6 separate regions of the Zea mays genome follow, and regions 2, 3, 4, 5 and 6 are each linked to region 1. Evidence: chromatin contacts called from public Hi-C data. All regions are on one chromosome and are shown on one strand. The core of a region is the stretch at or near the end of the contact, and the rest is flanking DNA. Distances in the headings are between cores, read along the strand shown. Region 1 holds the start of LOC100281162 (pectate lyase 8). Region 2 holds the start of LOC103646847 (ABC transporter B family member 19). Region 3 has its middle 8.0 kb from the start of LOC103646855. Region 4 holds the start of LOC103646852 (glyoxylate/hydroxypyruvate reductase HPR3). Region 5 has its middle 82 kb from the start of LOC103646850. Region 6 has its middle 59 kb from the start of LOC118476345.

Region 1 (3,401 bases), core at 323-2,822:
CTGCTAATGAAAATGCACAAGAAGATATGAACTGATGATATATGAAGAAGAAACCAAGCGCAGACACGTCAACCAGAGGCACCGACCGACGGCAGACCGGACGTCCGGACCCGCCTGCCAGCCAGCCAGCCCAGCGTAAAGCCACGGCGGCCCGCTTCTGGTTAACTGGCCGCTGGTCCTTCGGATGCTTCTTCTTCGGAGGAGGCCCTTCCCGCTGCCCCACACCAAAACGGACCACCGCTTTCACCGGGTCTCTCGAGATTCCGTTCCGTTCCCTTCCGTTACGCCGCCAATGCTCGTTTCGTTTACCCTACCGTTGGATGCACCAGCCGCCCGCTGACCGGCCCGGGTGCGCCACGCGAGCCGGCTGGCGTTGGGGAGCCTAGGCCATAATCTGCAGTTCTGCACCACAAACAGCGCCAATATTCACGAATTGCCTTTTTCTCTCTCCTTTAAGAACAAATGCACTGGTGCTCGTTTTTTAGCGGGTGCTTTTTTCTCTCCCCAATGGTTATCCTGCTGACTAGTAGTCAGCGTTACTGACACTAGTGTGACTGACCGATCTCACACATAGTGTTTAAGACTTGTATCAAAGTTCATGTATCCATTTTAATGCAAGCATATTGATGTATAATTTAAACTGTGTCGGAGTGTTTGTTTAAGATTATAATATGTCCAGATTATATAAATGCAATATCCTTTAATCTAACGCTCATTTCAAAAGTTGTTGGATTATATAGTCTTGGTAGATTATAATCCAAAAACAAACATCCTTTAGAGCATCTCCAAGAGACTCTACATTTTTAGCTCTCTATTTAACTATCTATTTACCTTTTTATAAATATTACACTTTATATATAACATCTCATTCCAACAGACTATCTATCTAGTTTGGCTAGTCAGGTAGCTAGCCAAATTTGGCTAGTGAAAGAGCCAATTTGGAGAGCCGAATAGCTTGACGAATCAGATAGCTAGTCTGTTGCAGAGTTATTTTGTTGTTGAGTAGCTAAAGTTTGGTTTGACGAGTTATTTAGCTAGTCTCTTGGAGATGCTCTTAGATAGTAGTCTGTTGGAGAGTTATTTTGTTGTTGAGTAGCCAAAATTTGGTTTGACGAGTTATTTAGCCGGTCTCTTGGAGAAGCTCTTAGATAGATACATCATACATGGGCATCAACGAGTCCAAAAAAAACAAGAGCGGAAAAAAAACAAGAGCGGAAACTGGAAATGAGTCCGTGTGTTATTTATGACGCCCGCAAGGCGGCAACGCCAGTTTGGTGGAAGCCCCAGTACCGTCTGACTTTGCTGGACTGTACGTAATGCACGTACCATCCTCCTAATCCCATCCTAACCCCCGCAATTAGTTGGCGCGACTGCAGATTTCGGAAGGCACAGAAAACCGTGTAAGCCTCCATACAGTTTCCTGCATTTGCGTCTAGGTCCTTGCACTCGCGGTCGCGGGGACCTGTCTGGGAATCCAGTGATCTGGAGGGGCAATGTGGGTACGGCTGGTCAGGGGCTCGAGGCCGGAGGGGCGGCACTGGTATAAATCGGCGCGGCGCTCAAAGCTCTTCCTCCTCGCTTCCACCACCGTCCTCCGCCTCCGCCTCCGCCCCGCGCCCAGCACTCGTCCCTTGCTTTCTCCCTCTCTCTCTCTCTCTCTCTCTCTCTCCGCGCGCGCACCCACGCACGCAGTTTGAGAGGGTGTGCGGCGCTCGAGGGGCGAGGAGCGGGGTGGGTCATGGCAGAGGCAGACTGTTCCGCGGCGAGGACCAGGACGGCGGGGCTCGCCGCCGCCGCCGCCGCGGCGGCGTTCCTCGTGCTCGTGGTGGTCGCCGGCAGCGCGGTGCTCCCTGGCGCGCGGGTGAGGGTCCTCGACGGCCTCCGGTGAGTCAAGTGCTCTCCCTCCAAGCTGTGTAATGTGGTCGCGCCCGCGGGCTCTGCTTGCTTGGGGTTTTCGGCTGCCTCTGTTTCGTTCAACTTTGCTTGGGAATTTTGCTACGGTTTTAGCCACTTCGCTCTGCTACCGACACCTAGTAACCGAGGCACCCGGTCTCCGCCTCGCAGCGGCTCTCCGTTTCCGAAATTGCTTTCCATCTGCCCCGACCCTGACGCCCGCGCGGCACCGCCTGCGACTGTACCAAGTCCTAACCGGCTCACCACATGCGTCGCAGGCACAGGAGCACGGCCGTGGCGGCGGGCGGCGCGAGGCGGTGGCTGCGGGACTCCTCCTGGCCGGCGCCGGTGGCGGCGACGACGACGACGAGGTGAGCGCGATCCACCAATTCCGTCCTCTGCTTCCTCCTTCGCGCCTGTGATTGATGTCTGCCAGGTGGGACGGATCCGGTGCGTCGGCCCATGCGCTCGCGATCTGGGCCGTCCAATCCTCTCCTTTTTGGTTTAGGTTCGGTCCCCCGTTTAGATCCCCGGGGCCAGCACTAGCAGCTGCTCCGTTCCGCCAACAATCTTCTCGTGTTCTAGGAGGGACGTTGCTTCAAAACATTTCCGGCCCCAAACTCTGTTCTTGTGTTTTAGGAGGGGGGGACGTTGGTGGTGCGCGGTAACAAGCGGAATTCGTAATTTGGGGCTGGCCGGGGGACTTTTTGTTGTTGTTTCAATTTCGGATTAGAGCCGTGTGCAGCAGACTGCAGAAGCGCAGAGCGGGTCGGGGGAGATGCTCTCCCCCTTGCTTTCCGTTGCCGAGTTCGTTACAGTGGCAGGTAGAGGTAGTAGATAGTGAGAGGCCGTCTCGTAATTTGCTGCAACCAAAACCCCGACGTGCAGGTGCCGGTGCCGTCCCTGCAGTCCTGCACCGGCCACGGTAAAGTAGGGGTAAAGATTTGGGGAGGACAAGGGGCGGACAAGAAGCCGCGGAAAAGCTGGCCGAGGAAGCAAGCGGGATCGCGGCGTGTCCCTCGGCGTCCCCGGCAAATGCACACCCAGTAGAGGCGTAGAGCAGAGGAGGCACTCATTTGGTCTTGCGCTTTTGGCTACCAAAAAAGAAAAGAGAAGTCCGCAAAAGAAAATTCGATTGGATAAGCTGCAGTGCAGCGCAGCCTTGGGTACGGTCTCGCGTGCGCAAAGCGACGCTCTGTGTGTGTGTGCGCGCGCTGCCTCTGCCTGCGCTGGTTTGTTTACTCCCGTTGCCTTTTCCGTCGCGGCACGGCCACGGCCACGGCGTGCATCCACTCCGCTGCCCGTCCGCCGCACACGAACCGTGATGATGGAACGGCGCACGGATTCAATTCACCTCGCTTCCTTTTTCCGCTTCACCCAATCCTGCTGTTCCTACTGCTTGCGAAAATCTGCAACTACACCATCATTGCGAGCGATGGATTGCTAGCGCTGGCCGGGGAGTAGAGTACCATTCTTTAACTTGTATATAACAACGAAGCTTTTCTATT
Region 2 (3,401 bases), core at 289-2,788, 490 kb after region 1:
TGTCGAAGAAGCCGACCTCTTGCCTCAGCACCGCCTTGAGGTACTCACGCCGCATACGCAGCGCCGACCTCTCGCCGATCATCCTCCAGCACATGATCTCTGCATGCACGAGCTCACCATCACATCAGGGGAAGGACGGAATGCCAGCTCCCAAAGAACCGAGCATTCGCGGTGCTTACCAAGATACGCGCCGACGACAACGGCGGCAGCCAGGAACAGCATGTAGAAGCTGATCTGCATCCAAACCCAACACAGCAACGTAAATCAGTACGCTCATGACCGGCGGCAAGGAGTACCATCATCAGCGCAGCATATATATAATATAATATAACCTGCTTGACGTCCTTCATCATCTGCGACTTATCGGTGTTGACGACCTTGTTGATGAAATTCCCGAAGAGGTACGAGTACCAGGGCAGGGAGCCGCCGTTGACCATGGCGCCGACGCAGCCGAGGACGAGCAGAACGACGTCGAGTGGTGCGGAGTACTTGAACAGCCCGGCGAGGCTGACGGGCTTCCCGACCCTCACCTCGATCTCGCCGTCGTCGTCGTCCAAGTCCAAATCTAAATCCAAGTCGTAGTCGTCCTCGTCGACACCCCCGCCGTAGTGCTGGCTCCGGCTGTAGGACGTGGCGCTGGCGTCGTCGTCGTAGCCGAAGCTCGGCGGCGCGTCGTTCCGGCCCCGCCTAGGCGGGACGTAGAGCTTGTCGCGGTTGTCGCGCGAGAAGGAGACCTCACGGGACACGTAGTGCGTGTCGTCGCTGTACTTGACCACGGCCTTGGCGGCGGGGCCGGCCGTGGCGGTGCTGATGATGACGTCGTCGTTGCTGGCGAAGGAGGTGTTGGGCGCGACGACGAGGGCGCGGCTGGCGTCCGTGACCACGCTCTGCAGCTCCAGCCGCTTCCCGCCGCCGCCGGCAGCAGAAGCCGCCGCCGCCGCCACGGACCGCGACTGCTGCGCCGCGGACGAGCGGTGGTGGTGCATCATCATCCTGCTGGAGCGTTTGGAGAGGTAGTAGTCCCTGGCGGTGCGGCGGAACAGCGCCGGCCCGCGGCGCGACGCGGCGTCCGACCCGGCCGGCGCCCACGGGCCGACCGCCGCGCCCAGCCCGTGCGGCTGCGCCCACGACGTGTCGGCCGGCTGCCACGACACGGAGCTCTGCCACGACGCGTCATCGAGGGCGCCGCCCCGGCGCCCCGGCGTCCGCCGAGGCGTGGCGGCGAAGGACGTGGAGTTGTCCGGGGTGGAGAAGGCGCTGCTGCGACGTTGCTGCCGGCGCGGCGGCGGCTGGTGCGTGCCGGAGCGGGAGAAGGAGAAGTCGTCCATACCATGCAGGCGCGGGCAGCAGAACCATGCGTGTGTATGGTATCCCAGACGGCCAGAGACAGAGAGGCGGTGACGGTGGCGTTGATAAAAAGGCGGTCCTCGGGTGCAGCTCCAAATGGTTTGGACTGGACGGCGATTCCGGCCGGACGGCCGGCCGCGCGCCTTAGGATTCGACGAAGCTATATACTAGTAGGAGGAGGAGTAGTAATATTCGTGGGATCGCCACGTATAGCGACGTCAATTGGCTGGCTCCATATTTGTATTGTACAGGAGGAGTTCCATAACAAGAACCGTCAACCTCAATTTAATTTGGAAGCTATCACCTGTAAAGGGACAGGCGTGCCAAATGGACCTTGTTGCTGTACTACGTGGCCAAATGTGGGACCGTGACCTTGTTGCTGTACCTGAGGCTGTTGGACCGAGCTTGTGCCACGTACTCCTTCAACTGCGAACATGTGGGACCAAGATGAAGTTGGATTTGCTGTGGCAAATAAAGGCTGTGGACGACCACGCACTTGGCGGTTTGCACTGGGAAGTTTAACAGCTTCCGACCAAGAAACATACCTTGTTCCGTCGCCTCGCCTGTCTGCAGCGGGAGTAGGTCACTAGGTGGATGGATGCGAGCCTGTGACCGATGACCATTTCCCAATACTAGAGAGCCTGTGAAACCGGCGGTTCTCGCGTTTTACAGGATTAGACATGTATAACCCCATTTAATATAGGTCTTAAGTGATTTTTAAAAGTTTACTAGCTGGTTGCCTGTGCGTTGCGACGGCTTACAACAATACCTATGTAAACTATCCACCAAAAAATCAAGAATTTTTATTGATTGTCTCCGCTCTCCATATATATTTTTGATTTGGCTAACTGATGTTATTGTTTACTCCATCTAATATGTATTGGTACAACACGACCGATGAAGTGAGCGATTAGAAGAGAGTTCACAACGACTGAATGAACGAGCGGAGATTATAAAATAACATAATCCACCATACAGAGACCAAATAAGAGAAAGTTTGTGAGCTCAAGTTTCTAAAATAAGTCACATGAACTCAAATTTATAAAAAAGATAGATCAAAATATGGAGTGATTGCTAAAGTAAGACATCAATAAAAACTGGATGCGCTCCATATAAATTATGCTACTTCGTAGCAATCACTAACGTTTAAAATCAACAAATAACCTTTCATTTTACTGTTAGTGTGACAAATCATTGTTGCTCCATCCAATTCAGCAACCTCAAATACCATGGAGTCAATTGCGCCAATGTGGTCTCCGAAATGACCTAACACTTGCAAGAGCCAAGAATGTCGTGTTGTGCTTGGGCTGTAGGCTCGACTCGTAGTGCTGGCCCGACCCGACACGATTATATTTTTTTATTTTAAAAAACGTATATACATATATATACAATTTATATTCAATATTAAAAACATCTGAACATGATGTTCTACTGGTTAGACAGCTTCACCTAGTGTCTCATGCCCTTCATATATCAGGGCATGAGTTTGAATCTCACCTCTTGCATCGTTTTTTAACATTTTACGCTGATTTAATCAAATGGGTCGACGGGCTAACGGGCTGGCCCGACACAGGCAGCAGGCCGGCATAACGTGCCTGGGCCAGAATTGTGGCCCACGGGTGCCTGGACTGTGTCGGGCCGCCGTTTGGCCATCTATAGGCGTGCAACGAGTTAATTTGAAATAGCTGAGAGAGGAGTTATTTGTAAAAAGATGACGCAAGACGACCGTTGAAACTGATGCTTTAATTATAGTATAGATATATATACAATTTATATTCAATATTAAAAACATCTGAACATGATGTTCTACTGGTTAGCCAGCTTCACCTAGTGTCTCTTGCCCTTCATATATCAGGGCATGAGTTTGAACCTCACCTCTTGCATCGTTGTTTTTATATTTTACGCTGATTTAATCAAATGGGTCGACGGGCTAACGGGCTGGCCCGACACAGGCAGCGGACCGACATAACGTGACTGGGCCAGAGTTGTGGCCCACGGGTGCCTGGACTGTGTCGAGCCGCCGTTTGGCCATCTATAGGCGTGCAACGAGTTAA
Region 3 (3,401 bases), core at 397-2,896, 450 kb before region 1:
TAGGAAACTATTGTTTGTGTTTCCAATGCAATCTATTTTAATGTAAAGCCCTAAAATTTGTATAAAGTAAAAATAATAAAATAAATACATGTATTTATAAAAGTGTTTTGGGAAATTATTTGATTTCCTTTACTTTGTGCATACTCGCTTAAGGGAAGTAAAACAGTCAAATAACAAATAAATAAATACATAAATATGCATTTCATGCTGGGGGTTCTTGTATTTGTGCATTAGTGTTTAAATTCGCGAGACAAGTTTAAGTTAAAAAAATAAATTAGAAATTAAATGAAGAAGAAATTTAATTATTTAATGAGGTGAATTTATTATACGATTGAAGCATTTTAAGAGATAAGAATAATAAATAAGTAAAACAAAATTATGGATTGCATTCATGCTGAGTTCTTTTTGTTGTGCATCGATGTGTGAGTGCAAAAGTCAAAACAGATTTGAATTGAATTTGAATCTAGAAATGAGAAACCAAAAATAAATAAAAAAAATGGGTACCTGCGTTTGGGCCAACTTTGGCCTAGTTAACCGCGCGACTGGCGGCTCAACTACCTCCTTTCCCTTGCCAGCCCACTCGCCCGTACAAGCCGATCCCTGTCGACTCCAGCCGTCCTCACACACTGACAAACGGGACCCTTGGGGCATCCAGTTATGCTGCCGGTATCTCGTCTCCAGCACTCTGGCAAGTGGGACCGCGGTGCCAGAATCATCTCCCTCACCAGGTTTGTTGGGATTTTTCGCTACTTTCCTTAACAACCGGTCTGCCAGCCGTGCATCCTGGTGCCTTATTGTTTCGTTTATAAGTATAGACCACAGCACCCTTGGCCAATCCCAAGCCCGCTACCGAGAGAGAAGCTACAGTGTTCACCACCGGGGGGCTGTCCATCAATTCGCCATCGGCGCGTTGCCAGACGTCAGGCGTGCGTCAACGGAGGAGAGAGAAAGAGAGATATAGAGCGCCACCAAGGATCTCAAGCTGGCCGAAGACCCTGCGCTCCGAGCTGAATCCATCACAAGGAAATTACTGCTGTCGCCATGCAGAAAGTGAGCACCGGCTCATGTTGAGGGATTGGCCAGGTATCGCCATGGATGCTCTTGGAGCCGTCAATGCTTCTGGTCCGCTCGGCCGATCTGATGGCAGGTGGTGACTGGGGCGAATCACATGTGCGTCCTGACCATGGTAGTGGCAGTGACAGGCATGGAAAGGCCTGGTTTGCCGGACGTTTGCTTGCCGATGATCTGGTGTTGTTGGCCGTGCACCTGTGCGCCGCGGGGAGGAATAATCCACGTGCCAGACACCAGTATGTCATGCTCCCTCATGCTCTTCATGTTCTCCGCGTGTTGTAGCAGTAATAGACATCGAATCCGTGGACCTGTGGCTCGGCATGGCCTCACCGGCCATGGCGCCGTCGTGGCTAGCCTTTGGCCGCTGGTGCCTTCGGCCGGAAACGGAAGAAGACGATGCCGTGGCCGCAAGATCTGAATTGGACGACCCTGATTAGATCCTAGGATAACCCTTCGTCATATTAAATCCAAACCACCAGTCTGGAATCTAGCGGATCTGGTTGGGTCTGGGAGATGGGGGTGTTTTGGCCGTTGGATCTAGATCCAAGGCTCTGCGTTATGCACCGAATCGATGTAATGAGCTTTTAATCTGGTGCGTGGGTGATGGATTGGACGGTTCTGGTCGAAGCGTACCCCTTCGACCGTGGTGAACTTACTAAAGAGACCCTGAAGTTTATGTTATTCAACCCGCCATCCGCATCGGGGGGAAACACTTAGAACTGAGTCCCAAAATTTTATAAAACGAACCCTGTCCTCCTGGAAATAGTAATACCAGTCCAGAAAACATTAAATAGATCTAGAAAATGGCTTATAGTGTAAAAATAAGTATAAAATCTTAGGAAATTCATATCCTCTCCGTTTCTACTCCAATTCGACCCGTTCAAATTGCGTTGGACTCGTATTAATATTGCCTACACCACAATAACATTATTTTACCATGTAACATGTTCTCGAAAATAATTAATTAATTTGTCCAACCTATGGTTATTGAATTAACATGTTTAATCTGAGTTAATATAGGATTTTAATTATGATCATCTACTAGAATATGATTTTGTTGTAACTAAGATTAAAAGTTGAGTTAGTTACATCCTTTCTCACATGATTTATCTTAATCACCATAATATATAGTTTTATTGATTAATCACTTCGAACCCGGTAAAACCATATCTTCTTAACTGTAACTCCGATCTTACTAGTTCTCGAACCCACGATCTCGTTACGACGCGTAGAATATTATTACGCAGTTTACTCTTACGTTTGGTGTGATGTTAATTTTGTGTATACCATGTTTGTTTGTATTGCTACGTTTAGTAGTGAGGTCACGAGTCACCTGAAGAGCAAATTGGTACCTGGAATCTCAAGTCCTAGGAAAGTTGTGCCCTTGATCACTTCTTTTTACCCAGCCATGTTCTGATTAATCATAATGATCTGCATAGGTTAATTTTGATGGGACCCAATAGATTACCCTATTTTGACTATCTTTATACCTTGTTTACCACTGAATTTTTGGGTAGTACCTACTATTGCTTTATGTGGTTTTGGATATAGAGATACATATTATTCATGATTATACTTTTATCAGTTGTTATTTACTATTCATGTTAAGATCATTATGTTAATTAGAACATGGAGACCACTCGAGAAAACAGTGCTACCACAAGGGTGGTATGGGACGCCCTTGGCTGACTAATTTGGAAAGCTAGTGGAGGACTACCTTACCCGAAAGGGGCAAGGGCGGTAGGGGAGTAGTCAGTGTAGGGAGGTCCTTGAGTTGATTTTGCTGCGATGGCGGTCAGACGAGGGTCCCTGCATTGGAGCTTCCTATAAACTGTAGCGAATTTTCTGAAGCTAGTGGAACTTTGTAAAGGCCTCGTAGTGTTACCCTGCCTCGCCTCCTCGGTAGAGGTGTTTGGGATTGGCAGTCTCTTGGCAGATGGGCAACATGACTTGTGGGTAAAGATGTGCAACCTCTGCAGAGTGTAAAACTGTTATACTAGCCGTGCTCACGGTCATGAGCAACTAATTTATGGAACTAAATTCAATTTGTCATATGCATTGCATTGCGGGTGTTGTTATTACTTTTGTTCTACTACTTAATTGGGTTGGTATTTACTTATACTTAGTAATTGCTAATAAAATTTTGACCAACTTTAAAAGTAATGCTCAGCTTCAACCATCCTCTTTGGTAAGCCTTACACTTCACATTAGCTCCCACCTTTGGCGAGTTCATGTACATTATTCCCCACAACTTGTTGAGCGATAAACGTATGTGAGCTCACTCTTGCTGTCTCACAGCCTCACAGGTCAAGAACATGTACCGTAGGATG
Region 4 (3,401 bases), core at 562-3,061, 330 kb before region 1:
TAAATCGAAAAGACCAAGACCATCCAATTCTTTAGGATGAGTGACTTTTCTCCAAGCCAAAAGAACAGTACCCTCCTTGATTTCTTTCCCACCTTTCCAAAGGAAAGCTCTCCATAACCTGTCAATTGCCTTGATCACCCAAGTAGAGAGGTCCAGGGCCATAGCCAAATACACAAATTTGGAAGTCATAATGAACTGGACATAAATAGTTTGGCCAGCCTTGGACATTCCCTAGGGGATCAGGGGCTACTATTAGGGTAAAAAACCCTAGGCTTTCGTGCCCACTAGTCGGAAGGGGTGGAAACGATCTAGACAAGCCATGGCTGGCCCATCCAACAACCTCCACCTCACTAGAGGGGCGAACCTCGGGACGACCCCCAGTGTTGGGTGATATGGATACAAACAGATGGAGTCAGTCGAGATAGACAAGGACCCACAAAGTCGAGTCAATTGATCATACTATCGCCCCGTATCTATTCCACGGTTGCCCCATCCCACACGATATCGCAAGGATGGGTGCCATCCTTCCTCCAGCCAGGCCCCATGCTCCTTTGAATCTAGGTCCACTATAGAGCTTACGACTCTTGCATGGAGAGAGGAGGAAAACCTGCTAGGCAGACTAGGATGTATGACGGTCAACAAAAGCTGAGGGTACGAATAAAACCACCCTAAAGTCAACCCATCCTAGTGGCTTACGTCGTCGTTACAAGCGGTGCTATGCCACCACTACGAGGTACACCCTAGTCAAGAGCGGGTACTTTTAGGGTACAAAATATTATACTCATGTAAGCAAAGGGGTGGTGCCTCAGCCTGAAGTAAGTCAGCAAGTACGAGACGGAGTACTAGAGCGCAACACATTTTTACCGATAACAGACCTCTTTTTTACCTTCTTATGTACTCGCTCGCGGGGGAGACCCTTGTAAGAGGCTCCTTTCTTAAACTTTAAAAGGAAGGGTCAGCTTCAGCCAGAGAGAAAGACGACAGACGAGGGAGAAGATGATCTCATAAAACTCCATCTAAGGACACACAACCATGACCAACTCACGTACTCAAATAGAGACTTGAGAACTCTTCCATCTCTCGCCTGCTTGTAACCCCTTGCTATGAGAAATTTGGTGTCGGTAGCACAAGCCACCAAAGACTGGAGTAGGTACATTCTGTTTGGACCAGTATAACTCTTGTGTCCACCTCGCACACCATTTGGGCCTAAAACGTGCATCATAATTTTACTTGTCGATGCTCACTCGAAACACGATGCATCTTTCCTTATTTGTACTTTCTAATATATTTGACAATCACTCTTTAAAAGATTCTCTCCATATAGTCGGTCTTTCTTCGATCATTCTCTCTATACACTACAACTATAACTCTACTAATTATCATGTATTTATCATTTTTGAAATTTTAATACATATTTTTATCAAGTTGCGAATCTTAAATGTGATTAATACCAGAGCAATTAAAAATAAGGAGAACATAGTGGTTCCCTTACATAGAGAGATCCCTTTTCCTCCTACGCACAGGAACCGACAGGGACATCGTTGGACACATGTGATGCCCCGTTACTTTCATGGGCTGTTTGGATCCACAAGCAAAAATTTGAGTCCTTGTCACACCGGATATTTGGATGTTGTGATGCTCAAAGAATCGTCGCAACTCTAAAATGAAACTAAAATATTCTTCAAAAAACCTCTTATTGGGGTTGTTGCTAGAATAATTTCGTCCAAAAAAATCTTAACCCGCATTAGAATGCTGATATCCGATTCCCAAAAATTTGAAACAGCCTACGTGTTTCACGGCAAACCTAAACAACGTCATTCGCATCGTCACCATTTTTCCTCGTCGGCATTACTACTCGCTTTCCTTCCATTGCATGTACATCCAACAACATCTGATCATGTTGCAACTAATTTATTAGCATCTTGTCACCGTTCAACTAATTTACTTGCCTTGCCTTGACCTTGACATCTATATGCTAACGAGTTACGGCAGGTAGCTAGAACTTCCTGCCTGGAAAGCAGAATGTCTAGGGCACATAACATTCTTTCAGCATCTTGTATCAGGCAGGATGTAGCCTGCAAGAAAGTAAATATTTAAGCCAAAGTTGAAACTGGGAAGTTTAAAAAAAACAAGTAACCTGTGCCAGGTCTCAGGCAGACTGCAGCAGGAGCCAGATACATACATGATTTAAAAAACACACGCAGACACACTAGCAACATGCTGAAGATGAACCTGAACAACTTGCTGAAGCTGAACCTGAACAACTAGTACCATGTCTCAGGCACACTAGTAGGAGCCAAATCCACTTGCAAAAGCTGAACCTGAATGACTTGCTGAAGCTGAATTTGAAATTGCCGGAGGAGCAAAGTGGCATCTCTATCCACTCTTTTGGTTGTGCATATCAGCTAGAGAAGCTATAATTCAAGAAGAAACCACAGTGACATATTTAAAGAGTGGTAGTCGTTTTATGTCTATATTCAGATGGACGAATATAAAACACATGCATCACCGGCGTCGCGAAGTCAAAGGATGCTGAGGGCTCATCTCGCTGCTTCTGAACAGTGACACTGCAAGTGGATGGAAGTCGGCCCCTGCACAAGAAAACTACCTTCCACCTGAAAGAGGTTAGAGGTCCTAATCACTCGCAAAGTCTCAACAACTACGCACGGCCTCCTCTCCCTCCGCCGGCCGGCACGATGGCGTCAGGCGGCGAGCCCGCGGCTCCGAAGGTCGTCCTCCTCCTCGTCCCCCACGTGGACGAGTCCTTCCACGCCGCTCTGCGGTCGCGCTTCCGCGTCCTCGACTTCTTCGCCTCCCCCTCCTCAGGTGAGCCGCTGCCAGCCTTCCTCGCCGCGGCGGCGGCCGCTCCGGAGCCCCCTCGCGCCGCCGTCGTGGTGGGCGCGGGCCCGGCCCGCGTGGACGCCGCGTTCCTCGACGCCGTGCCGTCGCTCCGCTGCGTCTTGTCCCTGGCGGCGGGCGTGGACTTCATCGACCTCGGCGAGTGCGCGCGCCGCGGCGTGGCCGTCGCCAACTCCGGCAGCGTGTTCTCGGCCGACGTCGCCGACCACGCCGTCGGCCTGCTCATCGACGTGCTCCGCCGCGTGTCGGCCGCCGAGCGGTTCGTCCGCCGCGGCCTCTGGCCGGTGCAGGGTGACCACCCACTCGGCTCCAAGGTCGGTGGCAGGCGTGTGGGCGTCGTTGGCTTGGGGAACATCGGCTCGCAGATCGCAAAGAGGCTCCAGGCTCTCGGCTGCACCGTCTGCTACCACTCTAGAACGCCCAGGGACTCGGTCCCTTACAGATACTTCGCCAACGTCCGCGACCTCGCGGCGGATTCCGACGTGCTCGTCGTGGCGTGCGCGCTGAACGAGGCGACGCGGCACATCGTCGGCAGGGACGTC
Region 5 (3,401 bases), core at 479-2,978, 290 kb after region 1:
GACTGGTGACTAGGATGGAGATCTCCCCCTCGGCCTAGTACCACTTCTCTCCGCACGGCCCACCCCGTTTCCCTCCTTATTCTGCACATTGTGCCACAGACAGGTGGGCCCTTCAGGCAGGGCAGTCATCGGGTGCGCCTGGAAGCTATGTGCCACCGACGTGTGGGCCCAAGGGGGCATATTACTCTCCGTCCCCATGCGGCGTCGGACTCCTTCCTCGCCGCGCGCCCAGAAACTGATCGATAGGGTCATGTTGTCAGGATTATCCCCACCACGGAACCACCTTGCGTTCACACGGGAACAAACCCACGCAAAGCACGGGATCTGTCGTTCTCTTCGACCTAGACTGCGACATTAGCTCTATAAAACCGGGCCCTTGGATGTCGTAGCTCCCTCAACTAGAGATGTGAATGGGGAATTCCTCATCAGATTATACCATCTCATACACATCCTCATCATATTTGATCCATCCACATCTCTATACCCATCATGGGTGCAAAACTCATCTCATACCTATCCTCATTCGGGTTTCGGGTCCCCAATGGGTCCCCATCTCAATTAAGGGATAACTAGGTACTAACAGGTAGCACAAAAAATCTAGATTTCAGACATCACCACATCGGCAAGCACTCATCTATGAACCATGATTCATTCATCCATCCATCAGAAAAGAAATAAGTACTTCGGAACCGATAGAAGAAATGGAGAAATGGAGTTTGCTCACCTTCCTTGGTCACCATCTAAGTTCGTTGCCGCCCGAGAATCCATGGTCGTCATCGTCGTCTGGGCAGGGCGTAGCATATGATTGGTTATTTTAGAGTTTTATTTTTTGCTAGTCTGCTAGTTGTCTTACCGTGTTGCCTTATTGGGCTAGGACCTGGGCCAGGTGCGCTGCCGTGCTGGGCTTGGGGGCCGGCTCAGCCTCAATTCATTCATACAAACACGACAGGTATACACGTATGAAATACCCATGGATAATCGGGTTCGGATTATTGCTTCCCAAACTCATACCCGTTTACCCAATGGGTGGAGATTTTGTGTCATATTCATACCCATGGGTACAATTTTTGTCCCATATCCGTATCCTAATAGGGGAATTCCCCACGGGTTGACAGGTATCGGTTCCCCATTGACATCTCTACCCTCAACCCACACCGCTATTCGCAAGCCGCCATAATCGAGCTTCTGAGGTAGAAAACGCACCGCCTCTGGCGAACAATGACCCCCTCTGTGCTGCGCCCTCGGGGGCTGACCCAGTGACCCTTGTGATTCACCTGAGTCCCTAGAACGTGCGCATGAAACTTCGGACTTCGTTGGTCAACCGGGGCGCCGGTGATTTCTCACCAGAGTCCCTCTGTCGCCGTGGGCCGCACCTCATCGTGGCCTGCTCCAGCCATCGTTCTGCGCGCTCTGTAAGTCACCTCACCGTGTTCGCCGTTATACATATGTTGTATAGGTCATCTCGGGTGGGGAGATAGGTCACCTGCTGGCCATTTTGGCTATCGCCGGTGAGATCGTCGCCATGGGCGTGTGGGCGTCGGCGCCCTACCGACTGGTGGTAGGAGAATACTGTGCTGACCATTGATCCGGTAGCGGACAAGTGAGATTAGAGCTCAAAGTACCCCCTCACATTTTGAATCCCAACCGTTGGCACGAGATCGGACAGGTGCGTGTTGATGTCGGTCAATTAAAATCTAGACGGTTCAAATCTGATCGGACGGGCGAGGTTGAGAACCGGTTCAGATCTGATCTCAACCGCGGGTGTGTGATCGGACGACTGATCTTCACCAATACCCCTTGGGCCATGTGACAATTGCATAAGAGCCCCTACGTTTTTGCTAAACAAACCCGCAGTCCGAATCAGTTAGAAGCTAATTAAAATCAGGTCCAGTTTCTTTCAAACAAACCCCTAGGCTCCTCGGAAATAATGGTCGCCGTCCCTGATCACTTTAAATTAAATAAAGTAGATTATAAAATAGAGGAATTCCCTAGAAAATGTTTTTTAGAGTAAAAATTAGTGCAATAAACTTAGGGAAAATCATATTTTGATCATTTTAACCCCGATTTGATTTGTTTGAATTGCGTTACCTTTGTATGAATATTTACTACATAGTAGCAACATTGATCGTATGAAGTCACATACTTTTATAATTGGATAACTAATTCGATTAATTTATGTTTATCGGACTAGTTTTCTAATATAGCTAATATAATACTCTATAATCATAATTTGTCTAAAATATGATCTTTAGTCAAGTAATAACTTAGATTAAAGCTGAACGTAGTTAGTTATATATTTTCTCACATGACCTACATTAATGAAATATAGTTTTATTGTTTAATCACCTATAACTTTAGGAAACATATCTAAAAGGGTCATGATTATTGCACAACATGTTGGATCATCTTTTCTTTTTGTATGTTGATTTATTCTAGTTGTGCATTCACGTAGTCCGCAAATTTGTGTTTGAAGTTGAATTCAAAAGAAAATAGCATAAAATAGAAGATAGAAAACAAGAGCAATAAAAAGAGAAAAAAATAAAAGAAACCAGCCCTTCCCAATCCTCCCCGCAGCCCACCTAGCCCCCTCCTGCGCTCCACCGCGGCCCAGCGCTCCCGGGCCTGGCACCCCGCAGCCGCTCCCTCGCCCCAGCGCGTGGCCACGCTAGCCTCGCCCAATCCCCAGCCCAGCAGCTGCGCGCGCAGCCCACCTGCGGCCTAGCGCCACGCACCCCCTCCCCGGCTCGAGTGCGCGTCCGCGGCTCCCTCGCCATGGCCCACATCCCGCGCCCCCGGCCCAGTCGGCTATGGTCGGCTGGCTCAGCCCCAGCGCCACCTCCTGGCTTTGGGCCCACATGTCAGGGAGTTAATTTTATTTTCTCCATCGTGCGTCTTCATCATCTGCTTGTGCGCGCTCAGGTCGGAGGAGAAACCGCCCACAACATCTTCCATTCAATGCCTCTCTCCCTCCCCTGCAACCACAGCCAGCGCAGCGGCCTGGCGAGGCTCGCCCATGGTAGCATGGCGGCTGGCGAGGCTCGTCCGCGGCGGTGTGGCGGCCTGGCGTAGTTCGCCCAGCGCAGCGCGCACGGCGGCCTTCGCGGCTTGCCCGCGGCGGCCCCGGCTCGGCTTCTACGTGGCCATGGCGCATTGGCCAAGCGACACCCCGGCGAGGCTCGCCCTTGGCATCCGAGCGGCCATGCAAGCCTACTCGTCAGCTGCCTGCACAACGCCTGTGATTACTGTCTGCATCGGCATCTTGTCGTACGTCATTGACTCGCCTCGTCGTCTGCCCACCCGGCACGCCTCGTCGTCCGCCGTCGTCGCAAGGTGAGATCCCGTCCACCTCCCCTTCTTCCTCACCGTTTGTCGCATACCCACCTCGCTGGGCACGCTACCGT
Region 6 (3,401 bases), core at 329-2,828, 260 kb before region 1:
TGGTAAGCCTAGTACCTGAGTGAACCTGGAAGTGGACATATCCCCTCACGTGACCTGAGACGTGGTCTCCCATTCCGGTTACGATGGGTACAAGTGCGGTCACTGCACGACGGCAGTCGGGGTCAGTGAGGCATTGTACGCCAAGGCGGTGAGCCCTGATCTGCTGACGGGGAATCGATGGGGACGGTTGATGTGTGTGGGGACGGAGTGCCTCGCCACGTCGTGTGTTTAGGTTTACCTTGCAAGGATAAAAACTCGATTCGAATCGTCTGCTTCTCGCAGCTAATGAGACTGCTTGATCCATTGTACTGCATTGAGTAATAAGTGGAAATGAGATTACTGGCAAAAGATGTTGATTGATAAAATGTTTGATACCATGTATGAATAGCTAGGTGCACATCTAGTAAAGAGGATCATACTATAACTTGAAAAGCTAAAACTTGATTTTAGACTCAACTAGTGCTTTTGGCAAACCAAACCCCTCGGCCAAACAACTGCATGTTTAGAGGTAGAGGAGTAGACTCCTCACACCGGGTAAGTCTAGCTGAGTATTAGTATACTCAACCTTGCTTGTGGCACAATTTTTGCAGGTACTCCTTAGGATGATTGGTTGATGGTGTGACTTGGCCTTCATCCCTGCCACCGGGATAGATGGTCGAGTGGGTTATTGCTTCCGCAGGAGAGGACCAGGAGGAGTAGCGTGGCCAGGCTTTGCCATACTCGGTTTTCTCCGTTAGTTATTTCCGCTGCATTAAATTTATGGTTATTATTTCTGAAACTCCGATAATGTAATCACTAATGATACTTATTAAATTTGTGGTATTATGTTTTATTGTATTTCTCTGTGCCTCATCTTCGAGTGAGCTAGTGGTATTCGATCCTGGTTAAGTGGCTTTATCGGACTAGATCCGAGAGACTGACGGTTTATTACTATTTAAGTGTGGTCTAGCCTCTAAGGCGGGACTTAGGCACTTAAGTTGGAATAATTCGGGCGGTTCCGCCACACCTTTGCAGCGATAGTAGTCTCTACAATGAGATGACCGTATAACATCAAGAGAGCTGTAATACTCAAATACCTTGCAGAAAAGACATGTTGTGCTTGTGTAACACCTTTTCTTTTTTCTTTCATGCCCTGCCCTTTTGTGCAACATTGTTGTAATGCTGTGTAATCAGCCGTACAGATAAACCTACCATGCTTAGAGACTGTTTATTTCCTTCCAGGATTATATAATCTAGCTTATGTATTATATAAGACCTGCTTATGGATTATCATAATAATCTAGGTATCTAAATTATATAATCCACCTAATAATTTATGTTGTTTATTTACATCTCAATTTATTTAATCTAGATTATATAATCTAGATAGTAAACAAAAATGGCCTTAATCCTAAACCTGACCATTTTTTTCGTTCCCTTGTCATGTGATTGTGATTTATCTGTCTCAATGTACTACAGTTGTTCACAGTTTTGCACGCTTTTGGAATAAAAAGAAAAATATTATTTATACTTGCTACACAACTTTCGGCCTGTCGGGAGGAGCCCATGGTGGGCTGAAACATGGGCTTTAACACGGAAGTTTTTGGACGAGGTTCAGAGTGGCTTAATGTAGAGGCCCATTCAGCCCTAATTCACTCATGCTCATGAAAAGAAAAACAAACTGGGTTTACATATTGGATCGTTTACAATTTTGTAGGGGTTTTAAACACGCGTGAAGTGCTTCCATTTTAAAAATCTTGAAAACGGTAATGTTTAGAGGACATGCTGTAAAGAGTTGTGCCCATGCATGAAGTTTTTCTCAACTAATTATGAGAGACATATGAAAACCATGTAGTACTCACAGTAATGTCATGATCTCACCCTTGCGTTATCATACTATATATACAATCATGTGCTATGATTTTTCGTGATACAGATAAATTCCAGCTTAGATTTTCCGGCAAAAAAAAGAAGGGAATTTATATTGACTGACCCCATCAGCTTGTGTTTTGTTGGCTCATGGGCAGATTTCAGCAAGATAAGGCTGTGCATTGCAGCCACATGCATGGGCAGATCCACAGGACAAGGATGGAAACCTTTGCAACACACAATGTTCGATGAGGGTAGCATCCGTTTCACTACGTGGTGGTGTACGTGTAGCACACATGTGTGGTGTGGCCGTGCATGTGGGGGAAGATCGAAGATGCATGCAATCGCGTCCAAGATTCATGAAGAAATATGGAGAGCATGCTTCTGTGCATGCCCGACCCAATATGATGGTGGAGTCAGGAATGTAGCACTTCGTATTCTGTTGCAGTACACATACTTATACGGTATTTGATTTGAGAAATGACTTCATACGTTCTAAATGAGACGGTGAATCGTGAGATGCGGTCAATCTCGAGATCATTTTTTCTTCTTCTCAAATTTGACGAAATGATTTTATTTCGTTTACGAGTATATTAACTATTAAGGAATGAGATAACGATGGATGAAGTCATTCCATTTCACAAACCAAACAAAAAGCTAAAAAGTGAATATAATGGACTAAGATATTTCTCAAATTGAATCAAATACCATATTTATAAGAATGGTGATATATAATTGCTTCACAACAGAAAGCTCAGTAATAGCAATATAGAACCTGTTTAGGAGGGCTCTCAAACTGTCTCCGATTTCGGCAGACGTCCTCCCAAACGGTGCCAAAAACAGCTCCTAACAAAGAGCATTCAGAAATTGGAGCCACATTGGGGGAGAAGTCGGAGCTAAAAAAACTGGGTCTGTACGGCTCCTCACCCTGCTCCTAGTCCAGTCCCTCACGCGCCCGATCCAGCGTTCGTCACCCCGCATGTGACATTGCCTCTCCACCTAGCGCTAGCCGCCCGGCCCCCGACATCGTTGGTGCACGCCCATCGTTGCCTCCCTGCCCAGCGCCCCTGTCGTGGCCTCGCGTCGACATCCGCCACCCCCATGCCTCAGCCAGGCTATTGGTCATCAATTTTTATAATTTATCATGGCCATAAATTGTTTATGCATTATTTGTATATACATGCATGAGGTGTTCATGCAAAAGGCTACATAGAGGTACTATGGACATTTGCCATATATATATCAAACAAAAAATACAGGAGGAGTCGTTTTGCCAAACGATTTGTTAAGAAGACACTAGAACCTGTGGAGTATTTGCTCCTGTAGTGGAGCCATAACCAGAGCCATTTTTAGAGGAGCTGGAGCCCTGTCAAGCAGGCCCATAGTTCTCATGGAAAAACCTAAAAACTAGTGCATGGCAGCAAATGGGTTCAGTATTGTATCTTCATGGCGGTATTTTTATATCTTGTGACACTAGTTGAGTGATTTAGACTGGTTACACACCTATTACTTGATGATTGTTGTCACCTAGACAACTTGGAGTTTGTGGGAGC

Evidence for each region. Hi-C and Micro-C count contacts between places; a contact is called where the count stands out from the background.
Region 2: a Hi-C map of tassel shows a contact between it and region 1, with 2.4 times the contacts expected there. The contact joins the promoter of LOC103646847 here to the promoter of LOC100281162 in region 1. A contact is called at or near these places in 6 of 25 Hi-C or Micro-C datasets (ear, endosperm, leaf and 3 more).
Region 3: a contact with region 1 is called in a Hi-C map of leaf, with 8 times the contacts expected there. The contact joins the enhancer-like site here to the promoter of LOC100281162 in region 1. A contact is called at or near these places in 10 of 25 Hi-C or Micro-C datasets (bundle sheath, ear, endosperm and 3 more).
Region 4: a Hi-C map of bundle sheath shows a contact between it and region 1, with 3 times the contacts expected there. The contact joins the promoter of LOC103646852 here to the promoter of LOC100281162 in region 1. A contact is called at or near these places in 3 of 25 Hi-C or Micro-C datasets (bundle sheath and leaf).
Region 5: a contact with region 1 is called in a Hi-C map of leaf, with 4 times the contacts expected there. The contact joins the enhancer-like site here to the promoter of LOC100281162 in region 1. A contact is called at or near these places in 5 of 25 Hi-C or Micro-C datasets (bundle sheath, ear, leaf and 1 more).
Region 6: a contact with region 1 is called in a Hi-C map of leaf, with 6 times the contacts expected there. The contact joins the enhancer-like site here to the promoter of LOC100281162 in region 1. A contact is called at or near these places in 11 of 25 Hi-C or Micro-C datasets (bundle sheath, ear, endosperm and 3 more) and 1 of 3 datasets of contacts at active chromatin or transcription factors (leaf).

What each region holds. Positions count from the first base shown.
Region 1 is chr2:112,763,458-112,766,858 of Zm-B73-REFERENCE-NAM-5.0, reverse strand. It overlaps LOC100281162 (pectate lyase 8), which reads left to right and starts at 1,572. Exons shown (of 6, transcript NM_001154081.2): 1 at 1,572-1,884; 2 at 2,172-2,264. The coding sequence starts at 1,739.
Region 2 is chr2:112,271,858-112,275,258 of Zm-B73-REFERENCE-NAM-5.0, reverse strand. It overlaps LOC103646847 (ABC transporter B family member 19), which reads right to left and starts at 1,538. Exons shown (of 5, transcript XM_008671487.3): 1 at 333-1,538; 2 at 180-234; 3 at 1-99. The coding sequence starts at 1,328.
Region 3 is chr2:113,211,471-113,214,871 of Zm-B73-REFERENCE-NAM-5.0, reverse strand. No RefSeq gene overlaps it. Among protein-coding and RNA genes, the nearest start is that of LOC103646855, 8.0 kb to the left of the region's middle. Within about 2 kb of position 1,646, at least 16 of the 20 cell types and tissues checked have an H3K27ac peak or open chromatin away from gene starts, as enhancers often do. A contact at or near this core is called in bundle sheath, ear, leaf and 1 more, where this site is marked.
Region 4 is chr2:113,091,012-113,094,412 of Zm-B73-REFERENCE-NAM-5.0, reverse strand. LOC103646852 (glyoxylate/hydroxypyruvate reductase HPR3) reads left to right here and starts at 1,811. Exons shown (of 1, transcript XM_008671489.4): 1 at 1,811-3,401. The coding sequence starts at 2,697.
Region 5 is chr2:112,472,443-112,475,843 of Zm-B73-REFERENCE-NAM-5.0, reverse strand. No RefSeq gene overlaps it. Among protein-coding and RNA genes, the nearest start is that of LOC103646850, 82 kb to the left of the region's middle. Within about 2 kb of position 1,728, at least 17 of the 20 cell types and tissues checked have an H3K27ac peak or open chromatin away from gene starts, as enhancers often do. A contact at or near this core is called in bundle sheath, ear, leaf and 1 more, where this site is marked.
Region 6 is chr2:113,026,323-113,029,723 of Zm-B73-REFERENCE-NAM-5.0, reverse strand. No RefSeq gene overlaps it. Among protein-coding and RNA genes, the nearest start is that of LOC118476345, 59 kb to the left of the region's middle. Within about 2 kb of position 1,578, at least 12 of the 20 cell types and tissues checked have an H3K27ac peak or open chromatin away from gene starts, as enhancers often do. A contact at or near this core is called in ear, leaf and tassel, where this site is marked.